Linked DNA regions of Cricetulus griseus: region 1 is linked to region 2. Evidence: chromatin contacts called from public Hi-C data. All regions are on one chromosome and are shown on one strand. Each heading gives the region's core, a stretch centred on a gene start, on an enhancer-like site or on the middle of the called end of the contact. The rest is flanking DNA. Distances are from core to core; before and after follow the strand shown. Region 1 holds the start of Th (tyrosine 3-monooxygenase). Region 2 holds the start of Trpm5 (transient receptor potential cation channel subfamily M member 5).

Region 1 (5,527 bases), core at 672-3,171, 210 kb after region 2:
CAGACAAGGGTCTGGAGAGCACATACTTCCCCACTCTCACCTAGCTTCTATGCAAGCACCTCCAGCCAAGGCAAGAAAATTAATTAAAAAGCAATATTTGTGTCAGTGTAAGACATTTGCTGAAAGGTTAAATCCACATTCGTGGAGCTGTACAGCAGCCCCCTATGCAGTGTTGGATACAGCCCCCTCCTACCCTGTGCCACCTGAGTAAACACCAAGCTGGGTGGGGTGGACCAGCCTGGGCTTGTCTCACCCAGGAATCCCCAGTACCCTCCAAAGAAGGATCCTTGAGGGGCATGCAGACCTGAGAGGAGGCTGGGCATGGAGAATCTCAGGATGGGAGGTTAACGTTCAGCCAGCTCTGCCTTCAGGGTGGGAGTGTCTCCATGAGACCCCATTCTGAGCTGTTGAGAGCACACAGGCAGGGGGGGGGCGTCCTGGGATGCCAGACAGGCCAGGGCTATAATGGGCACACAGAGACAGGAGTGGCCCAAGCCATCAGGGTTACTGACACAGGGAGAGTTCAGAGAGGGGCATGGGGCATAGGCGGCGGGGGGGGGTTCATATAATAAGAGAGAGCAGGCACTGCAGAGTCAACAGTAGCTGAGCTGGGGTTTATGGGATTCATAGGAACTTGCTCAGAGAAGGTAGGTGAGAGATGGTTTATTAATCTGGATATCACAGAGTCCCAGATTCCCCTGGAACAGGAATTGTGTGTGTATGGAGTGGTGGGTAGAGGGTTGGCAGGGGAGGTTAGGGAGATTTCCTTTTGTACTGAGTCTTCATTTATCTTGCTTCCAGAAGGTAATGGGAGCCACTGAGGTTTGCAGTGCAAGGCAGATTGGGGGAACTCCCAGTTCCTGCTGTGAAAGAGAGAGGTCTGGTCATGGTGAATACAGCAGGTGGTCCCTGAGAGCCCAGCGATGTCTAGCAGGTGGAGTGAGACTGTACCGTGATCAACTAGAGAGCGAGTTTACTGGGGTTGGAGAGTCCAGGGATCTTGCCATTTCCAATGTGCTGGTCCTCAGAGCTCCAGGGTGGCCATTTTCAGGGTGAGCTCTGTCCTTTGTGCACTTCTGCTGACTCTATAACATCCAGAGGGACAAGGGAGGTACTCTTCCTCAGTTCCCTTAGTAAGAGGGCACCTTTCCCAGAAGGGTTAGAAGAAAATGACCCCACGGAGATGCGATGGGCCCAGTGTAACTCATCTGCATTGAGAAAGGTCACCCCTGCCATCTCCTTGGAGACAGTTTCCTTGGCTGAGGAAGGTATGGTGGGTCTTTGTGTAAGTGGGGGTGGGTGGTAACCAGAAAACAAAAGCTCACTTGATGTGAGACCTTGGGGTGCCACGGGAGAGATGATTGCTGAGTGTGCCTTTACATGGGGGCCAGCTGAGAATGGGGCTGCAGCTAACCTGAGACCATGTGCCGGGGAGTGAGTCGGGAGAGCCTAGAACACTCATAACTACAAGGAGAGGTCTGCTCCACAGGAGGTGAGGTCAGCCGGCCCTAGGAATATGCCAGGGGCTAGGGTTGGCACCATCTCCTGGGCAATGTCTTCAAGGATATGATAATCAGGGAGGTAGGAAACCTGCAAAAAGTGGGCCAGTCTTGGAAACACTGTAGAGAATAGCCTTCTGGAATACTCCGTCTCTCACAGGACCTGCCTGAGGATTCAGCCCCAGTGCCAGCACATACAAGACCAGGACAGTGAGTAGATGGCATACTTTATTGCATGGGGCTGGGGGAACACAACCTGTGCCTTGAAGACAGACAAAAAGCCACCAAGGGGCTTCTGCACCCACTTGCCCCCAGGGGTTATAGTTTTCCTAATATGAGCCCTTGGGAATCCAGCATGACCCTACTTGGTGCCCTGGTTTGGGCAGAGGACCTTATCTGTCTCCTGCCCTGCAGAACACCAGGCGGCCCCTGTCCTCATGCCGTGCCTCGGGCTGAGGGTGATTCAGAGGCAAGTGCCTGTGACAGTGGATGCAATTAGATCTAATGGGACGGAGGCCTTTCTCGTCGCCCTCGCTCTGTGCCCACCCCCGCCTCCCTCAGGCGCAGCAGGCGTGGAGAGGATGCGCAGGAGGTAGGAGGTGGGGGACCCAGAGGGGCTTTGACGTCAGCCTGGCCTTTAAGAGGCCGCCCGACCAGCAAGGGCTGTGGAGACAGAACCCGGGACCACCAGGCTGCACTATGCCCACCCCCAGCGCCTCCTCGCCGCAGCCCAAGGGCTTCAGAAGGGCCGTCTCTGAGCAGGATGCCAAGCAGGTCGAGGCCATCACGGTGAGAAGGGCATGCTGTCACCCAGTGGTATCTGGAGCAGCTTCTGCACCTGTGGGTGGGTGGATACCCCAGGCTTGGAGTTCACCCGGTGTCTGGAACCTAGGGTTGGAGTGGGTCTCTGTCCTATCTTGTCCCAGGGTTAGTTTGGGTCCTAACCCTGGTAGATATTCCTACTCTTGGGGAAGTGCCTCTGCTGTGACCTGATGGACTCCACAGGGGAAAGCCAGTGCCTGTTGCCCTGTGCCATCCTTTCTGGGGCTTCTATGGGTCCTATTTCATGAAGTAGGGGGATAATTTCCCTCGGGTGGTCTTGGGAGAGAGCCCTATGATTCAGGTCCCCCTCCAGGAGTCCCCCACAACTGTGTCTGCTTTCTTTGGGTTCCCCAGGCTTGCCTGCCACAGGGTATGGGGTTCCTTCAACCTGGTCAGTAAATGGTTGTTCTGCCTGCTGCCTGTCCATAAACAGGACATGGGCCCAGGTTCCACCGTGTTAGAAGAGGTCCCTGGCTCTGGGGCAATTCCTGTCTTCCTTTCACCCTTCCCACCTTCCACTGCCCTGTACCTGTGTTGCCTGTGTTAGGACCCCAGGGATCAATGGGGAAGACACCAATGAGTCCCTTCTGCCAGCCTGGACAAGGGGGCTCCTCAGTGCATGAGGAGGGCTTTCAGATTTTCCTTAGAACTCCATCTAACCATCGCCCTAGCTTGACAGAGCCCTTAATGAGACCAGTGTGACCTTTAGAAATTTAATTTGCAGGCACTTCTCAAGAGACAACTGTGGGGTCAAAGTGCCCCTTCACACTTCTCAGCTGCATGGCCCTCCCCTCAGCCTCCTTGGGAACCGCCCAGTGGCATGCTCTTCCCAGGGAACCTGTGGCTCTGGCTGTAGGTGTCCAGCAAGAAGTCAGGAGGGGGCTCCAGAGGGGATGCTTCTCCCTGTGACTGTGACATCCTTAAAGCCCAGGGTGGCTTGTCATTTCGACTGAAGAACCCAGAACCTTTTGGGGAGCTTGGCTCCTCAGTCAGGTCTAGGTATTGGGTGTTGGAGTTCTGGGTGTTGGAAAATTGGGCACACTGGTTCACAGCTATCACAGACACATAGCCAGCAGAAGCCATACTGAGGTAACCCATACTTAGATCTCGACAAGGTAGCCAGGAGGAGGGGGTGGCAGAGGACAGTAGAAAAGGGATAGGGTGGCTGGAGACATTTTCATGGGGCCATTCCCAGGTAAGAGGGCAGCACGGACAGGGAGGGAGCCTGCCTAAGAACCAGCCCCATGCCTCTACCAGAGAATCGGGAGGGGAAGGATGCCTGTTTTAGCTGAGTGCGTACAGTACGCTCTACCTGAATGGATCACCCAAGCTACCTACTGCCCAGTGATGCCTGCGGCTTTGTGCTCTGTCAATTCTGGGCTCTGGGTGCTGCCATAGAAATCAGGAAAAACAGCCTGAGTCACAGTCCTCTCTCACTAATTCAGTTAGGTCTATGCCCAGGAGGCAGGTGACAGAGCACCTCTACTTTGGAAGATGGTGGCCAAGGAGCCTTTGTCCTCCAATGTGTGCCCAGGCCTTACTGCCCGCTATGCCCAGTCAGAAGTGCTCTGTCTTCCATCCCTGCATGTCATCCAGTGGTTTGACCAGGGCCCCAGCCCTGGAGGCAGGATTGGTGGAGACACCATCATGGAGACACAGGCATATCTCTGACCCCCCCCCCAGTCCCCAAGGTTCATCGGGCGACGGCAGAGTCTCATCGAAGATGCTCGAAAGGAGAGAGAGGCGGCAGCAGCTGCAGCTGCGGCGGCTGCAGTAGCCTCCTCGGAACCTGGGAACCCCCTGGAGGCTGTGGTATTTGAGGAGCAGGATGGAAAGGCTGTTCTCAACCTGCTCTTCTCCCTGAAGGGTACAAAACCCTCCTCACTGTCCCGGGCTGTGAAAGTATTTGAGGTGAGGCCTATGGGCTGGCTGCTGGCTTGGTGTGCTGTGGCAAGCATGCATAAGACATCTAAGAATGGCTGTTTCCCCCTCCAGGGCAGGAATATGGCTGTTCAGGCCTACAGAGGCTAGGTCTCAGGGGCTACCCTTCCTCAGCTGCTAAACACCACTGCCATACATGGAGCCTCTTCCCTACCTACCCAAGGGCCCATGAAGCATCTGATTGCATTACTGCTTTGGCTAATGACCTGCCCCCCAGAAAAACTCTCAAATGACATTAAATCCAAATCCCCTATAAGGTCCCAAAGTTGACTGCATGGCCAAGTGTTTTGTTGCTGGACAACAGAAGGTGGAGGAGAAGTCAACCCCTGTCTACCAGTCCTGAGTATCCTAGTTGCTCTGTCTGGGCCTAAGCCTTGTGTCTTTGATATGGTGGAGTAGGGTCCAGTCCCTTGGGTGTGGCCAATAAGCCAAATAAGACCATTAGGGGGTGGGACCTTCCATCAGCAGGAGAAAGGCTATCTGGTATGACCTCCAGACAGACAGACAGACAGACAGACAGGAGTATCCATAAAGGGGAGCCAAAGGCACAGCTGCGATGATTCCTGGATGGATGCATGAGACAAAACCCAATCTATGGGAGACACATTCCAAAATTCATGTGGTATGAACTGACCAGGATCCTTCATCTAGGGACTGACCCTGGTCTCTGGAGCAGGGAGAGCCCAGCTTCTGCCTCTCTCCATTTCATCCACCAGGGCTTCTCTGACCCATGTACTTCTCTCCGGAAGCTGATTCTCTCCTTGCCTTCATTTCGTAAGGATCTGCTAGGGAGGGGAGGAGAGGAGGAAGGTGTAGCTTTGAATGCCCACTCGTGTCTCTTCTATGGTGCCGTGTGTTGGGCACTGGCATTATTCTTAGTCACAGCTAAGGAGACTGAGACAGAGGCTAAGCCGCTGGTTGGGGTCAGCATACCCCAGCCAGTCCACTCTGTACTCCAAAGGCTCTGAACAGCTGATGGATGATCTTGATGGCCTCTGCAGGGGGTGTCCACAGGGGGACCCTTCCTCTGGTTACACTGAGGTCCCCAGGGGAGGGGCTGGCCAAAGCTTACCTGGCTCCATGAGGGAAGTTCCCTGGTTCCCTTCTGTGAGGTCCTCCTGGATTTGACCCTGAGGATCTGGGGGATTGAGGCCTACTGGTCCTCCCAACCTCTGGGTTCCCTTTCCTCAGAAACGCCCCCATTAATGGAGGGTGAGGCTGATGGAAGCAGGCAACACATCCACAGTGGTGGGGGGGGGGGAGGG
Region 2 (5,235 bases), core at 486-2,985:
ATACATTTGTGGGAAGACCAGGTAGGTAGGTTATAGCCTGGTGGGGAATTTCTGATTTGGTTTCAGATGCTATTTGATGACATTTTTGCCTTCCGGGTTGGTGGAAGCTTAGGGTCTGCTGAGAATACAGTCTTTGGCTGATAGATGGATGTTAGGTCAGACAATAGAGGTGGGCAACAAATGGCTATTAGGGCTGCTAGAGATAGCCTGAGCTAATTTGTGTCTGGATCTGTAACACTTCAATTTCCACAACCAGGACTTTCTAATGAGTCAGTCATCTACAGAGTCTTTGTCACAGGTAAACTTCAGTCCACGTCTGCAAAGACCGAACTTCTATAGAACATCATGTGTACGGTACCAGGGGTTAGGGGTCAGATGTATCTTTTGAGGGGCACTTTCTTTTGGGGTAGCACCATAACCATGCTGGTTCCAGAGGCATGTGGGGAGGACTTTGACCTCAGCCCCTGTCCAGGTTAGCCACAGGAGACAGGGAATAAATCTCCCTCAAACCTTGTGCCACCCTCCTTCTCAGCCCTGTATATACACAGGTGTCTCCCTGCAGGAAAGTACAGGGTCTGAAGTGCTATCATGAAGGCACCCCAAAGCTGGGCACAAGGGACAGCCATGCAGACCTGGGGGGTCATGGAGAAGTAGAGAGCTGTGTGTAGAGAGCTGTCCCGAGTCAGACAGGAGCCCTTCACCTACAGTGGAGCCAAGGAAGTCCTTCCAGTGTGTTCTTCCTCCTTGGCTGGACACCTGCATTCAGGAGGGCAGCCGTAGGAGCAAATGCATGTTGAGGGCAGGGCTATGCTATGCCCTAGAGATTTGGGGCAATCGCCAGAGAAACACGGGAAACCTGTAGGAGACACAGCTGCGTATCACATAGGCTAAGCCATTCAAGTCACTGCAAAGAAGGGTGGAGCTGAGGGGATTGGCCTGGCCTGGTGGGTGGGAGAGGACCTGAGCCCAGGGAAGGTGAAAGATGCCATAGGCAGCCTCTTCATCTGTTTGCCAAGGTGGGAACTTAAAGGGAAAGAGTCTGGTGGTGTCATAACTGCCTCTGCTGCCAGAGGAGCCAGGACAAGGTTCCCTGTTCCCCCCGTTCTACTCACTGCCCTCTTCACCTGCTACCCTGCACCAACTTTCCATCCTGGCTTCCCTTTGTACCTTCTGTCCCTCCTTCCCATTCCTAGCCTTCATCTCTGCCTCCCTTCCCTGGCCTCCCCTGTCTGGACTTCCAGGTCCACCTAGGTCCCTCCTTTTCTCCACTCTGTCCTCCCAACTCCTTTGCATCTGAGCTGAGTCACCTGCCTTCTTACCTATCCTGCCTTCTGCCCAGGTGCAAACCAAGATGTCCTCAGACCTTGTCTGGGGAAGTCTAGGGTGTGGCTCCCTTGGGTTGGGAAACTGAATTCCTTACTTAGTCTTTGGGGGTTTCCATGACACCCCCTGAAAAAGCCTCTGGAGAACTGTGACAGGCGTGTCAGAGTCCAGATGCCCAGAATTCTGTAAGTGTGGGGAACAGAGGTAGGCAGGTGGGTTTGCTGTGCCCCCATTCCCAGGGGGGAATGAGCCTGACTAATTACAGCTAGTGAGAAAGGAGGTAGAGCCATGGCAGGTGGGACCAGCAGGTAGACACCTCATGTCAGCTGGGATGCATCTTCCTTGTGAAGAGAGGAAGAGGGTGACTACTCCACTCTCAGGGTACCATCATATGTCTAACAGAGAAGCCAACATGCAGACTGCCCAGAGTTCCTGCCCTGGAAGCCCCCCAGATACTGGTGATGGATGGGAGCCAGTCCTATGCCGGGGAGAGGTCGACTTTGGAGGGTCTGGGAAGAAGCGAGGCAAGGTAGGGCACCATGCACCTGGGTGACATCCACCATGCTTGGAATCCCCAAGTCTTACTTCCCCCCTCAAAGCCCAGTACTGGACCTGCTCACCCTGGGCCATTCCTTATGATCTGAGTGCAGAGACCCTGACCAGATGGGCAAAAGTTGAGAGCTGTTTCCTGCCCTTGTGATAATGGGAGCCTTGAGGTCCAGGACTCCTGCCTCACTCCCCACTCACAAAGGGAAGATATATTGCAATGGCCCATACCACACAGAGGCCTTACCCAAAGTGGGGTTAAGGCCCGCCTCCTGTACCCTGCCCTTTCCGATAAGCCTAGCCTCCTCCCCCATGCCCAGAATCCCTTGAGAACTGTCTCCAACCTAACATTGACCATAAGTGCAGAATCCCCCGACCCAGTGCTGCCTACCTGTGCCCCAACCCTGAACACACCTTCCCCTACCCTGCAGTTTGTGAAGGTGCCAAGCAGTGTGACCCCCTCTATACTCTTTGAACTCCTGCTCACCGAGTGGCACCTGCCAGCCCCCAACCTGGTGGTGTCCCTGGTGGGTGAGGAGCGGCCTTTTGCTATGAAGTCCTGGCTTCGGGACATCCTGCGCAAGGGGCTGGTGAAAGCAGCTCAGAGCACAGGTAAGGCTCTCCCTGGCCTGAGCCTGTCTGGCCTGCTGCCCTGCTTACCTCTGGGGGTAGGGGGAGGGCATTCCTCGGTGACATTTCCCCTACTCAGCCACCTATGGTGGTGCCTAGGGAGGCCATGGGAGCAGGTCATAGGGATGTGGTGCAGGTGAACTTAAAGGCCATCACCAGCTGATCTGTGGTGGCCAGAAGCTGGTCTTCTCTGAGAGCTACCCACTTCATTCATAAGCCATGGCATCCCACCAGTATCAGTGTTCCAAGGAGCATCTAGGGTGTGTCCCCACACATCACCCTTGGGGAGCAATGTGGTTACTTGTAGATGTCAGAAACAAACCCCTGGGCTTTATTTTAAAAATGTATAGGTCCAGGGGATATTCTACTTTCATTTCTGCTGTAATAAATACCTTAACCGTAAGAAACTCAGGGAAGAAAGGATTTACTTGGCTTACAATTCCATGTCACAGCCCATCATTTCAGAGATATGAAGGCAGAAATTCAAGGCAGCTAGTCACATCCCATCCACAGCCAAGAGCAGAGAGAATAAACACATCTTTACTTACTTGTTCTCATCAAGCTTTCAAGCTTCCTCCTTTTTATGCAATTAATTCAGCACCTAGGGAACAGTGCCGCCCTCATTGTGTGGGGTCTTCCTACATGACTTAAAAATCCACCACAGACATACCCACTGACCAAGCTGATCTAGATTAAGATTCTCTACCCAGGTGATTCTGGATTGTGTCAAGTTGATGGTTAAAAACTGAGCAGCACAGGGGCCAGAGAGATGCTTAGCAGTTAAGAGCATACACTGCTACTGCAGGAGATTGGAACCCTGTTCCCAGCACCCATGTCAGGCAGCTTGAAACTGCTTGTAATTCTAGGGAGATTCAATGCCTCTGGTCCCCTCAGGCAACTTCACTCATACACATATACTGAATACACTCACATCATTAAAAATAAATTTACTGCTGGACACTGGTGGTGCTCACCTTTAATCCCAGCACTCAGGAAGCAGAGACAGGTGGATCTCTTTAAGTTCGAGGCCAGCGTGATCTACAGAGTGAGTTCTAGAACAGCCAGGGCTGTTACACAAAGGAACCCAGTCTCAAAAAAGCTAAATAAATAAATAAATAAATAAATAATCTAACCAACACAGGGAAATATTTCAGTAAAGACCTGAGTTCAGTCTCCGGCCCCTATACAGAAAGTTGGGCATGGCGTCTGTGTGATCCCGTTGTAAAGGGAAACAGAGAAGAAAGGACCTGTAGCTTGCTGGCCTGCCAGACATAGCAAATCAGCGAGCTCCAGGTTCATCAGAGACTATCTTTTTTTGTTTTGTTTTGTTTTTATTTTTGGAGACAGGGTTTCTCTGTGTAGGTTTGGAGCCTGTCCTGGAACTGGATCTGTAGACCAGGCTGTCTTCCAAGATCCCCCTGCCACTGCCTCCTGAGTGCTGGGATTAAAGGCATGCGCCACCAGTGCCTGGCCATCAGAGACTGTCTTACACAGACAAGATGGATGGCACCTCTGGCCAACACATGCACCTGCACCCACATAGGTGTCCTGCACACACAAACATACACCCAGCAGGAGGGTTGGAGGGTCTGAGTCTCTCATTGCAAAAGAGATTAAAATAAGGGAACAATTTGCAGTCAGATGCAAGTGGGAACTTTGTCATCCAGATCCTTGCCCAGAACAGGCTGCAGGGCAACATCTATGACAAATCTTGGAAAAGGTCACTGTCTACCACATACACATTCTCCCTGAGCCTTAGTATGCCCATCAGCTTCAAAGCGTTCCCTGTAGCTAGGCATCATGGTACATACTATGTTTCTAGTGCATGGAATGCTGAGGCAGGGAAATTACTTCGAGTTACAGGCTAGACTTCACTATAGAGATCCTGGCTTGGGGGTCAAGGGAAAAAAAAAAAGCATTTCTAATCGCCTGATTCCTGGGTCACTGAGTGTGAATATAGCTAGAGGGTAGAGTTGGGCCAACCAGCTATAAGGACTCTGGGATGTTTCTCTCCCAACTGCCATAGGTGCCTGGATCCTGACCAGCGCCCTGCGTGTAGGCCTGGCCCGCCATGTTGGGCAGGCTGTGCGTGATCACTCTCTGGCAAGCACATCCACCAAGGTCCGTGTAGTAGCCATTGGAATGGCCTCCCTGGACCGTATCCTTCACTGTCAGCTTCTAGATGGTGTCCAGGTTAGTGATAGGTTCATGGGTCCATGCTGCTAGAGCCCAGTAAGCTTGGGTAGGTAGAGGAAGTTATGGACAGGCTGGAGGGCTATGTTACCAGCAGAGGTTCTGAAAGGTGCAGGACAAGTGTGGGCTTCAGTGGGAAGAAAGACAATGGTTCCATGGGCTCAGCACTCCCCAGCAGGTGGCAGCATCACTCAGGAATAAGGGCGGGACCTGGTGCACTCCTCTGGGGAGTCAGACGGATTATCATCTGGGCCCAGCCTGGCTGTCCTCAAGTCCCAGGAAGCCCTGGCCAGGTGGCTTCTGCTTCTGCTCTCTGGTATTCACTCACATCCCCCACTCTGTGGACTGTGTAAGGCATAACCAATGAGAAGCCCAGGAGGCCCCACTGAGGTGAAGTCTGGACCCCAGCCCAGAAGAGTCTAGAAGGTGGAGCTTGCACAGCCCTGGCCCCAGCTGTTTCCATGGTTCACTCATTCCAGAGAGGCCCCCGGCCCAGCAGTCCAGCCTCTCTCTGCCTGAGGGGTGGGGACTGTGAGGCCTTAC

What was found. A called contact is a pair of places that touch in the nucleus more often than the background predicts.
Region 1: a contact with region 2 is called in a Hi-C map of liver, with 2.7 times the contacts expected there. The contact joins the promoter of Th here to the promoter of Trpm5 in region 2. A contact is called at or near these places in 2 of 8 Hi-C or Micro-C datasets (fibroblasts and liver).

The regions. Positions count from the first base shown.
Region 1 is chr3:58,508,739-58,514,265 of CriGri-PICRH-1.0, forward strand. Th (tyrosine 3-monooxygenase) reads left to right here and starts at 1,922. Exons shown (of 4, transcript XM_027409172.2): 1 at 1,922-2,288; 2 at 4,005-4,232. The coding sequence starts at 1,989.
Region 2 is chr3:58,295,159-58,300,393 of CriGri-PICRH-1.0, forward strand. It overlaps Trpm5 (transient receptor potential cation channel subfamily M member 5), which reads left to right and starts at 1,736. Exons shown (of 24, transcript XM_027409171.2): 1 at 1,736-1,852; 2 at 2,301-2,481; 3 at 4,526-4,692. The coding sequence starts at 1,736.